2 separate regions of the Sus scrofa genome follow, and region 1 is linked to region 2. Evidence: chromatin contacts called from public HiChIP or PLAC-seq data. All regions are on one chromosome and are shown on one strand. Each heading gives the region's core, a stretch centred on a gene start, on an enhancer-like site or on the middle of the called end of the contact. The rest is flanking DNA. Distances are from core to core; before and after follow the strand shown. Region 1 holds the start of DCTN4 (dynactin subunit 4). Region 2 holds the start of RPS14 (40S ribosomal protein S14).

What was found. HiChIP or PLAC-seq counts read pairs in DNA pulled down with a chosen protein or histone mark.
Region 1: an H3K27ac HiChIP or PLAC-seq map of alveolar macrophages shows a contact between it and region 2. The contact joins the promoter of DCTN4 here to the promoter of RPS14 in region 2. A contact is called at or near these places in 2 of 2 datasets of contacts at active chromatin or transcription factors (alveolar macrophages and skeletal muscle).

The regions. Positions count from the first base shown.
Region 1 is chr2:151,711,361-151,715,772 of Sscrofa11.1, forward strand. It overlaps DCTN4 (dynactin subunit 4), which reads right to left and starts at 2,563. Exons shown (of 13, transcript NM_001244307.1): 1 at 2,407-2,563. The coding sequence starts at 2,541.
Region 2 is chr2:151,432,425-151,437,278 of Sscrofa11.1, forward strand. RPS14 (40S ribosomal protein S14) reads right to left here and starts at 1,527. Exons shown (of 5, transcript XM_021085027.1): 1 at 1,391-1,527; 2 at 664-814; 3 at 9-170. The coding sequence starts at 812. It overlaps NDST1 (bifunctional heparan sulfate N-deacetylase/N-sulfotransferase 1), which reads left to right and starts at 1,501. Exons shown (of 15, transcript XM_021085025.1): 1 at 1,501-1,587.

The sequences.
Region 1 (4,412 bases), core at 1,313-3,812, 280 kb after region 2:
TTGTTTGTTTTTTGTCTTTTTGCCTTTTCTAGGGCCACTCTTGCGGCATACGGAGGTTCCCAGGCTAGGGATCGAATCGGAGCTGTAGCTGCTGGCCTATGCCAGAGCCACAGCAATGTGGGATCCGAGCCGCGTCTGCAACCTACACCACAGCTCACAACAACGCCGGATCCTTAACCCACTGAGGAAGGCCAGGGATTGAACCCGCAACCTCATGGTTCCTAGTCGGATTCGTTAACCACTGCGCCACAAAGGGAACTCCCACACTTAAATTGTTAAGAGAAATTAAAAAAATTTTCTCATCTCAGAGGTATTACATAGTCACTGAAAAACAGCATAAATTAACACATAAAATCAGCTGTGGTCAACCAATTAGATATTTTTAAATGGAAAATTAAACTACTAGGTTAACAAGACAGTCTTATTGTATTTAACTTGAAAACATAGCATAAGAATTAGGAATTCCCTGGTGGCTCAGTGGGCTAAGGGTCTGGCACTGTCACTGCTGTGGCAAGGGTTCCATCCCTGACCCAGGAATTTCTGCACACCACAGGCACAGTCAAAAAAAAAAATTTTTTTTTAAATTCATTGTATTTTTTTAAGGAGTAATTATTTTAAGGCAGGGTACATCCTATTTGATAATTCTAGAACTCTAGTGCCCTGCAGATGAAAGGACAGATTCACTTGAACATAAATACTACAATAAACACTGGTTTCTTTTTTCATTATCTGCTTATAAGCAGAACCACCTTTGAAAAGATAAAGTTGCTGCTCAAATAGTCTCTAGGAACATAAAATACAGTTCTGTTAACTTCTATTTGCACTTACTCATCTTTAAAGGCAAAATATAATTCATTCCTTCTTGTCCCCTTTCCAAATTATGCTTGTCCCCTCAAGTGCAGCTCCAATACTCAGCTCACCCTTAGAACTTTCTGGACTGCTTCAGCCCTCACTCTTATCATCCTTCCCCAAACCCTAATGGCCTCCATTTCACGCAGGCACACCAGTCAGTAAAAGATGCAGGAACAGACTGAATGTTCCAGCTGAAAAGATCCTTAGAGATTGTGGGGACTGAGCTCAATGATCACCAATGAGAATCTAACTGTGGAGGTGGAGCTGGAATAGGGAAGCATCCTAAAGAAAAAAGATCTGCCAAAGACATAACCACCAAGGTGCTAATGGAAGAAAAAAACCAGGTATATAATATGGCGTTGATTTTTCTCTTATTTAACTGCATTCTCTATTGTTAATATTACAAAAAATATTCCCAGCGAAATTACTACTACTAACATGTAAAATGGCCTATAATATAGGACATATTCTTCTATGTATTTTTAACAGTCCAAGAATCTTCACTGAAGTCCTCTGAATCAGGCTGCTTGGTTTTAAATCCTGGTCCTCCTCTCACCCCCAAATTTCTGGCAGTGTGACCTAATGCGAACATTACGTGTCTTGTTTCTTTTAAATACAATTTTTAAAAAAAAACAGTATCCATCCTATTGGTTTGTACAATGATTAAAGGAGATTATCTAAAGCACAAAGCATACAGAAGGTACTGACTAAGCAGTAACTATGTATTATTACTAATCAGCTTTTCCTTCACGAGACTCCAAGTTACTCAACAGCGGGATTTATGTCTTAACGCGTCTTTTAATCCCCAAAGCTTCCTTAATGAACAAGATGTGCCTAGTGCTGCGAAGTTTGGGGGTTTTGCTTTGCGGTGATTTTTTTTTAGTGGGTGGGGTCTTTCACGTTCTGAGCAATACCACCTCCAATGCCCACTTGTGCTCGTGAAGGCCAGAACTGTACGCTCAGCGGAAGTGCTATATATCTAACACTATGATCTTCTTACAAGACAGACAATATTCTACGCCTTTCACTCAGCTCACCCCATCCCAACCTCTTTTCGGCTGCAAGCCTGGGCCAGGAAACCGAGCAAGGCTGTCGGATGAGGGCCCAGTTTCTGCTAAAGCAGGGGCAGAACTTCCAGGATGGGAGGGGCATGGATGAAAATGCCCAAGGCCCTCCGCATCCCTTCAATCAACCCTGGAAGGAGGATATCTCGCCTAAAGAGAACTGAACTAAGCAGCTTTTCCCCCAGCAACCCACCCAAGGACCATCCCCCCGGAGGCCAGGGTCCCCAAAGCCGAGTTTGTCCAATCAGAGGGCGCTCACGAACCAGAAGGGCCGCTCGGCCCCACCCAAGACCGCTCCGCCTTTTCAAGCGACAAACTGTGTGCAAATTAAATCACAGGCAACTCTGAGTGACGGAAGGCAAAACCAATCAGCACGCTAAGAAAATGACTACCCGCCTCCAACCGGCGGAATGTCCCCGGCAGTCGCGGTGACTAGGAGGAATGCCTTCCCCTCCCCCAACACACACCCCTGATGGGGCGACGGCATTACCTCGTGAGACACACATTCCAGCGATCGCAGCTCGCTGCAATAGCGACAGAAGTAAAGCTGCGAGAGCGGGGCCCGAACCTTCTTTTCTCCCTGGACTAGGTAGAGAACCCGCTCCGACTGCAGCAGGGACGCCATCTTGGAGAGGGAGGAGCCAACGACGCCGCGCCGCGTCACGTGACCCGAGAGCCAGCGTTTCCCCGGCGTCCCTCCCTACGTAGACTTTGACGTAAGGTTGCCGGGACCGCTGGGCTGGGCGCCGGGCGAAAGTGCGCATGCGCAGCCGGAGTCCCGGGTTTCTCTGGGGTGTGGGGCGAGCCTCCCAGGGCTTTGTGAGCCGCAGCGGCTGGTGCCGAGCTCAGACCTTTCGCTCGCTGGTCGCATCTAGTCACATCCAGCGATCTCCTTTCCGTTGTTTCTAACGGAAAGGAAGCTGCCCTTTCGTTTTACTTAACACCGCCTCTCCCACCCTCCCCTTCCAAACATCGGAGTTAGACGGAGAGTTCATGGGACCTGAAAAAGTAGGGTCCACACTAGCGCTTTCTCTGCACATCTTGCCACTGAACTGTAGGAAACTTTCACAGACGTTTCGTCGTTTGAAGTTCCCTGACGGTTCCACGCAGAAGCCCTATCTCATTCATTTTGTCCACTTAGCGTTAGGATTGGGAGTATTCAATTAACTATTGCTTACTGAACGAATGGGGGTGTTCCGTCGTGGCTCAGCGGAAACGAATCTGATAAGCATCCATAAGGACGAAGGTTCGAGTCCTGGCTTTGCTCAGTGGGTTAAGGGTTAAGCATCCAGCGTTGCAGGTGAGCCCTGTTGTTGGTCGCAGAGAGACTCGGATCCCGCGTTCCTGTGGTTGTGGTGGAGGCCGGCAGTTACAGCTCCGATTAGACCCCTAGCCTGGAACCTCCGATAAATAAATGAATAAATACATATAAATACAAAGTTCCCCAAGAGATTCTGATGTGCAGCTGCAGTTGAGAACTGCTAAAGAGACTAACCTGGAAACAACACAGGGATCCTGCTTCTGTGTTTGCCTCCAGAAAGTGGATAGGATGGGAGTTTCCGTCGTGGCTCAGGGGTTAAAGAATCTGACTAGCATGCATGAGGATGCAGGTGTTCCATCCCTGGCCTTACTCAGTGGGTTAAGGATCCCGCATTGCCGGGAGCTGTAATGTAGGTCGCAGACAAGGTGTGGGTCCTGCGTTGCTGTGGCTGTGGTGTAGGCGGGCAGCTGCCGCTGCGATTTGACCTCTAACCTGGGAACCTCCATATGCCACAGGCCTGGCCCTAAAAAGAGAAAAAAAAGAAGGAATGGAACCAATGAATGAACAGTGTTGCTAGGCGTCCTTTACTTTTTTTCTAGCGCATATTCTAAGGCTTAGTTGGTCACAGCGTATGATCCTTTTAAAGTGCTCTTGAATTTGGCTTGTAAGTACTTTATTGAGGATTTTTGTATCCATGTTCATTAGGGATATTGTTCCATAGTTTTCTTTTTTTGTGATGCCTTCGTTGGGTTTTGGTGTCAGGATGATGCTGGCCTTATGAACGAGTTTGGAGGTGGTCCCTTTTCTATTTTTAAAACAATTTAAGGAAGATTGGTATTGTCTTTGAATGTTTGGTAGAATTCACGAATGAAGCCATCTGGTCCTGGGATTTTTTTGGTGGGAAGCTCTGATTACTGATCCAGTCTCCTTAGTCGTTATTGGTCTGTTCAGGCTTGCTATTTCTTACAATATTAGTAGCTTATATGTTTCTCAAAATGTATTCATTTAGGAGTTCCCTTCATGGCTCAGCAGTTAAGGAACCCGACTGGGATCAACACTGGTTTGAATCCTGGCCTCGCTCAGTAGGCTAAGGATCTGGCATTGCTGTGAGCTGTGGTGTAGGTCACAGACGTGGCTTGGATTCGCGTTACTGTGGCTGTGGTGTAGGCTGGCAGCTGTAGCTCCAGTTCGACCCCTAACCAGAAGCACCCATATGTGTGGGTAGAGCCCTAAAC
Region 2 (4,854 bases), core at 277-2,776:
CCACTCACCGGTTCCCGCCCGTGGCCCGGAGCTTGATGTGGAGGGCAGTGATGCCCAGCTCCTTGCAGCGCTGGGCCACGTCCTGGGCAGCCAGCATAGCGGCGTACGGAGAGGACTCATCCCGGTCGGCCTTCACCTTCATCCCGCCCGTCACGCGACAGATGGTCTCCCTGGGGACAAAAGCACAGGGTCCTCTCTCACCCGCGAGGCTGCAGAGTGTCCGTCAGGCCCCAACAGACGCACCGCCGCTCGGGGCCGGCAGGCGTCCCCGCCGGGGACCGGAAAGCCGCGAGCTCTGCGGGGACAGGCTCCAGAGGCCTGAGACACGTGTGACCCGCCGCACCGGCCGCTCCAACCCCTGCACACGAGGACAGCCAGCCGAGACAGCGAGACCTGCCGCCGGGGTGACGCCAGGCCACCAGCGCCCCTGTAAGTGCCAGGACACCCCGAGGGTTTAGAGACCCCCCCCAGGCTGGGAAGCCGCTGAGGGACACACGTGCCTCCTCTTACACCCCGGGACCCGGAGGCCACACCTTCCTTGAGTGAACGCTCGCTCCAATTCTCACAAGAGACCCTCCACCTGCCGCCCAGCCCCGGGGTCCCTTCCCCCCCTTCTAACCCCAGGCCCTGCGAGCGGGGGCCTGGGCCTCTCCTGATACTCACTTGCCCGAGAGATCGGTGACATGGACGAAAGTGTCATTGAAAGACGCGAAGATGTGACACACGCCGAACACGTTTTCCCCTTCAGCCACCTGCGGGCCGAGGCTGATGACCTGCTCCTCCTTCTTCTCCTTCCCCTTGCGCGGTGCCATTTCTGCGGCAGAGGAACAGCCCCGGCTCCGGGAAGGAGCGCGGGCGCGCGCACTCGCTCGGCCGCCCCCCAGGCCGCGCGGCCTCCCCAGCGGCTGCGGCCCCTTCCCGGCTTCGACGCCGCCCTGCAGCCGCCACGTGCAGCGCCCGCCCTGGCATCACTGATCCAGGAACCGCCCACGAAGGGGCCGCGTCCCCTGCCTTCCCGCCCCGAATCCGTCCCAAGACCCCACGGGACCCGTGCGGCAATTACCCCAACTTCCCAGACCGAAAACAAGCGGGAGACCCGAGGCTCGCTCCCGGGACGACGTTCCCGCTCCTCCCCGCCCCCCGCCGTGGCCCGGCGGAGGTGGCTGTGCCCCTGGGCCCGGCCCCGAGCGGACCCCGCGTTACAGGCGGTTCCGAGCCAAAACCTCCGCCTCCGAGACAGCGCCAACCAGAGTCTGCATCGACCCGCCGCGCGCCTCCCGCCCCGCACCTGGCTTGGCTTTCGCGGCAAAACCTCAGGCCCGCGCCCCGAATCTCGCTGGGCCCCCAGGCCGCAGGATGCCGCTCGATTGTCCCGGCCCAGGGAGCCTACCTGCGCGTCGCCTTCAGACTCCGCCACCGGAAAGAGAGAGTGGGAGGAGGCGGGGCGACGGGTCACGTCCGTATCCCCGGAAGTGAACGTCTGAGGTCACGGGGCGAGGCCGGCTGCTCCGGAAGACGCCGACTTTAGCGTTTCCGAGATGAAGACGCCCTCGAGAATACGGTTGATTCAGTGGGGCGCCTGAGGAGGTAAGGGGCTCGGTGTCCCAGCGAGCGCGTCGGCTTCTAAAGCTGCACGAAGCAGCCGCACTGGGTGGGTGGAGCGGGCCTGCGTCCGGGATGGCGGAGGCCGCAGCTAGACGAACGTCCGGCGCCCCGTCCCCGGCCCGGCCAGCCCGGAGGCGACAGCGCACCGCGTGGCGCGGAGGCGAACAGCAGCAGCGGTGAAAGTCTCATCCGCTGTGTTCTGGGCAAAATAGGAGTAAATTATTCAGTACTTGTCGTTATGTACGAGGCCGGGATAAGCGACCGATAGCCATTGATCCATTTAATCCTTACCACATTATCAAAGACGTCGTTTTGATTTTTCTTTTAGTATTATTATTCATGGCACCTGTGGCATGTGGAAATTCCTGGGCTGGGGTCACGTCAGAGGTGCAGTTGCCACCCTATGCCACAGCAACACCAGATCCAACCCACATTCCGTGACCTACTCCGCAGCTTGCAGCTACGCTGGGTCCTTAACCCACTGAGCAAGATCAGGGATCGAATCCCGGCATCCCATGGATACTAGTCAGGAGTCAGGTTCTTAAGCTGCTCAACCGCAATGGGAACTCCTTTCTTTTTTCTTTCTTTTTTTTTTTTTTTTTTTTTTTTTTTTGGAACTCCTGATTTCTCTTTTAAAGAAAGGGATTTCAGGGGGTTCCCGTTATGGCTCAGCAGACCTGACTAGCATCCATGAGGATGTGGGTTCAATCCCTGGCCTTGCTCAGTGGGTTGAGGATCCGGCATCACTTGCAAGCTGTAGTAGGTCTCTGATGTGGCTCAAATCTGGTGTTGCTGTGGCTGTGGTGTAGGATGGCAGCTGTAGCTCTGATTCGACCCCTAGCTTGGGAAACTCCTGTTCTGCCCATGCAGCCCTAAAAAGACTACCCCCCCCCAAAAGGAAAGGGATTTCAGGATTTCCCTTGTGGTGCATTGGGTTAAGGACTCATCACTGTCACTGCAGGGGTAAACGAGTTCAGTTCCCTGACTTGGGAACTTCTGCATGCTGCAAGTGTGGCCAAAAAAAAAAAAAAAGTGGGTAGCAAAAAGTAAAAGTCATCTCTAAGTTCTTTTTTCTGTCGTCAAATTGGAGCATCGTTGCAGAGGTAACTATCTATACTTAATATATTCCTGTGTTTTCAGCGTGTGATATACCGTCTTACGTAAATGAGGTGATATTCTCTCCAACGTCAGTCGCTTCTTTTTGACTCAACGTTGTGTACATCATCCCAGGACAGCCGATAAGATCTATCACATGTTCGTACAGATGAAGTTTTCATTTTTTAATTTTGAGTGTTAAATGTGCTCACGCAGATAAAAAAATTACAGCGTTATCAAAAAATATATTTTATTTTTAATGGTATTTTATTTTTGTCTTTTTAGGGCCAAACCCATGGCATATGGAGGTTCCCAGGCTAGGGTTCAAATTGGAGCTGTAGCCACTGGTCTGTACCACAGCCACAGTAATGCTAGATCGGAGCCACATCTGCGACCTCCACCACAGCTCACGGCAATGCTCAATCCTTAACCCACTGAACGAGGCCAGGGATTGAACCTGCGTCCTCATGGATACCAGTCAGATTCATTTCCACTGAGCCAGGACAGGAACGCCGACATTTTATCATTATTGTTGTGGTTGTTATTGTTATTATGGCCTCACTCATGGCCTGTGGAAGTTCCTGGGCCAGGGATTGAAAAAAGTATGTCTTAAAAAACCTGCTGTCATTGTCTCCAGCCACGCGGTGCTCTCTCTGGCCAACAACCGGTAATACCTGTATTGCCTTATTTTTTACTATATGGTGTTTCTCTGTATAGCAGAACCGTTGTTTATTTAACCAGTTCTCTTTGTTGGACATGTAGGTTATTTCTAGAATTTTCAAACATAAACAAACTGTCAAGAACACACATGTGCCATTCTTTCCTCTGGGTAGGTTGTCAGAAATCAAAAGGAATGTGTATCTTAAGTTTTGACATTTGTTGCCAAACTGCCTCCCAGAATGTTGATATCAACTTGCATTTCTACTAAACACAGAAACTGAATGTATCTCCTTGGTGTATTGTAAGTATTCTATAATTAGTAAGATCAGACACCCTGGAGTTCCTTTCCTGGTTCAGGGGTTAATGAACCCGACGAGGATCCACGAGGATGCAAGTTCCATCCTTGGCCTCGCTCAGTGGGTTAAGGTGCTGTGAGATGTGGTGTAGACTGCAGACACGGCTCGGAGCCGGCATCACTGTGGCTGTGGCGTAGGCTGGCAGTTGTAGCTCCAGTTCAACTCCTAGCCTCAGAACTTCCATGTGCTGTCGGTATGACAGTAAAAAGCAAAACAAACAAACAAACAAACAAACAAAAACAAGAGCAGACACCTCTTGATGATTGTTTTTCATATTTGCGTCTCTCCTGTGAGTAGTCTGTCTGTATTCTTTGGAAGAAAGACCTTTTTGTTCTCAGGTAGTGATTTCCCCAGTGGAGGAGGGATGCGAACGGAGAGTGGACTTGTGTGTTGTCAGTTCAGCTTTGGGTAAGAGTTACAGTCAACAGTCAGCTCTCCGCACCTCAGTGGCGGAAGGCTTGGTGAAGGGAGCGTGGCTTGATCTTATGGCCGAAGCTGGTCCCCACTGTCGCCTTGGGGCAGATTTTGCCCTTGGAAAGCGCCAGAAGCCATCTGGTCTTCACCCCAGAAACCATCGAAGTTGCTGCTTTCAAACGCCACTGAGATTTTTTTTTCTTATTTTGGCTACGCCTGGGATCAAACCCGCACCACAGCAGTGGTCCAAGCCATAGCCCTGACTATGCTGGATCCTTAACTGCCAAGCCATCAGGGAATGCTGATTTTTTAAAATCAGCATGTTTATTATAGCAAAAAGTTATTAGGTGTGGGTCCTTGGGCAAAACCTGTACCCTCTCTGGACTTGGTTTTCTCATCTGCAAAATGGGATAGTAACGGGATTTTTAGGAAATGTACATTGAAACATAGCTTTATTGGGCATTTACTTGATGCCAGGCTCTGAGATGCAAGAATAACGTCATCTAAGCTAAGACCGGAAAACAGAGTAGGGGCAGCCAGACGCCGGCAGACAGGATGGGCTGCACAGGGCTGGTGTGCCCAGACGTCCAGAGCGGGAAGGGGCTCGGAGCGCTCAAGGCTCTTAAGGTACAGCCGGTGTCATGCGGGAGGGAGGAAGGCTGGGAGACGAGCTGGAGGCGGAGCAGGAGCCCCCTCTGCGGGCAGGCGACCTTGTGGTTCCCCC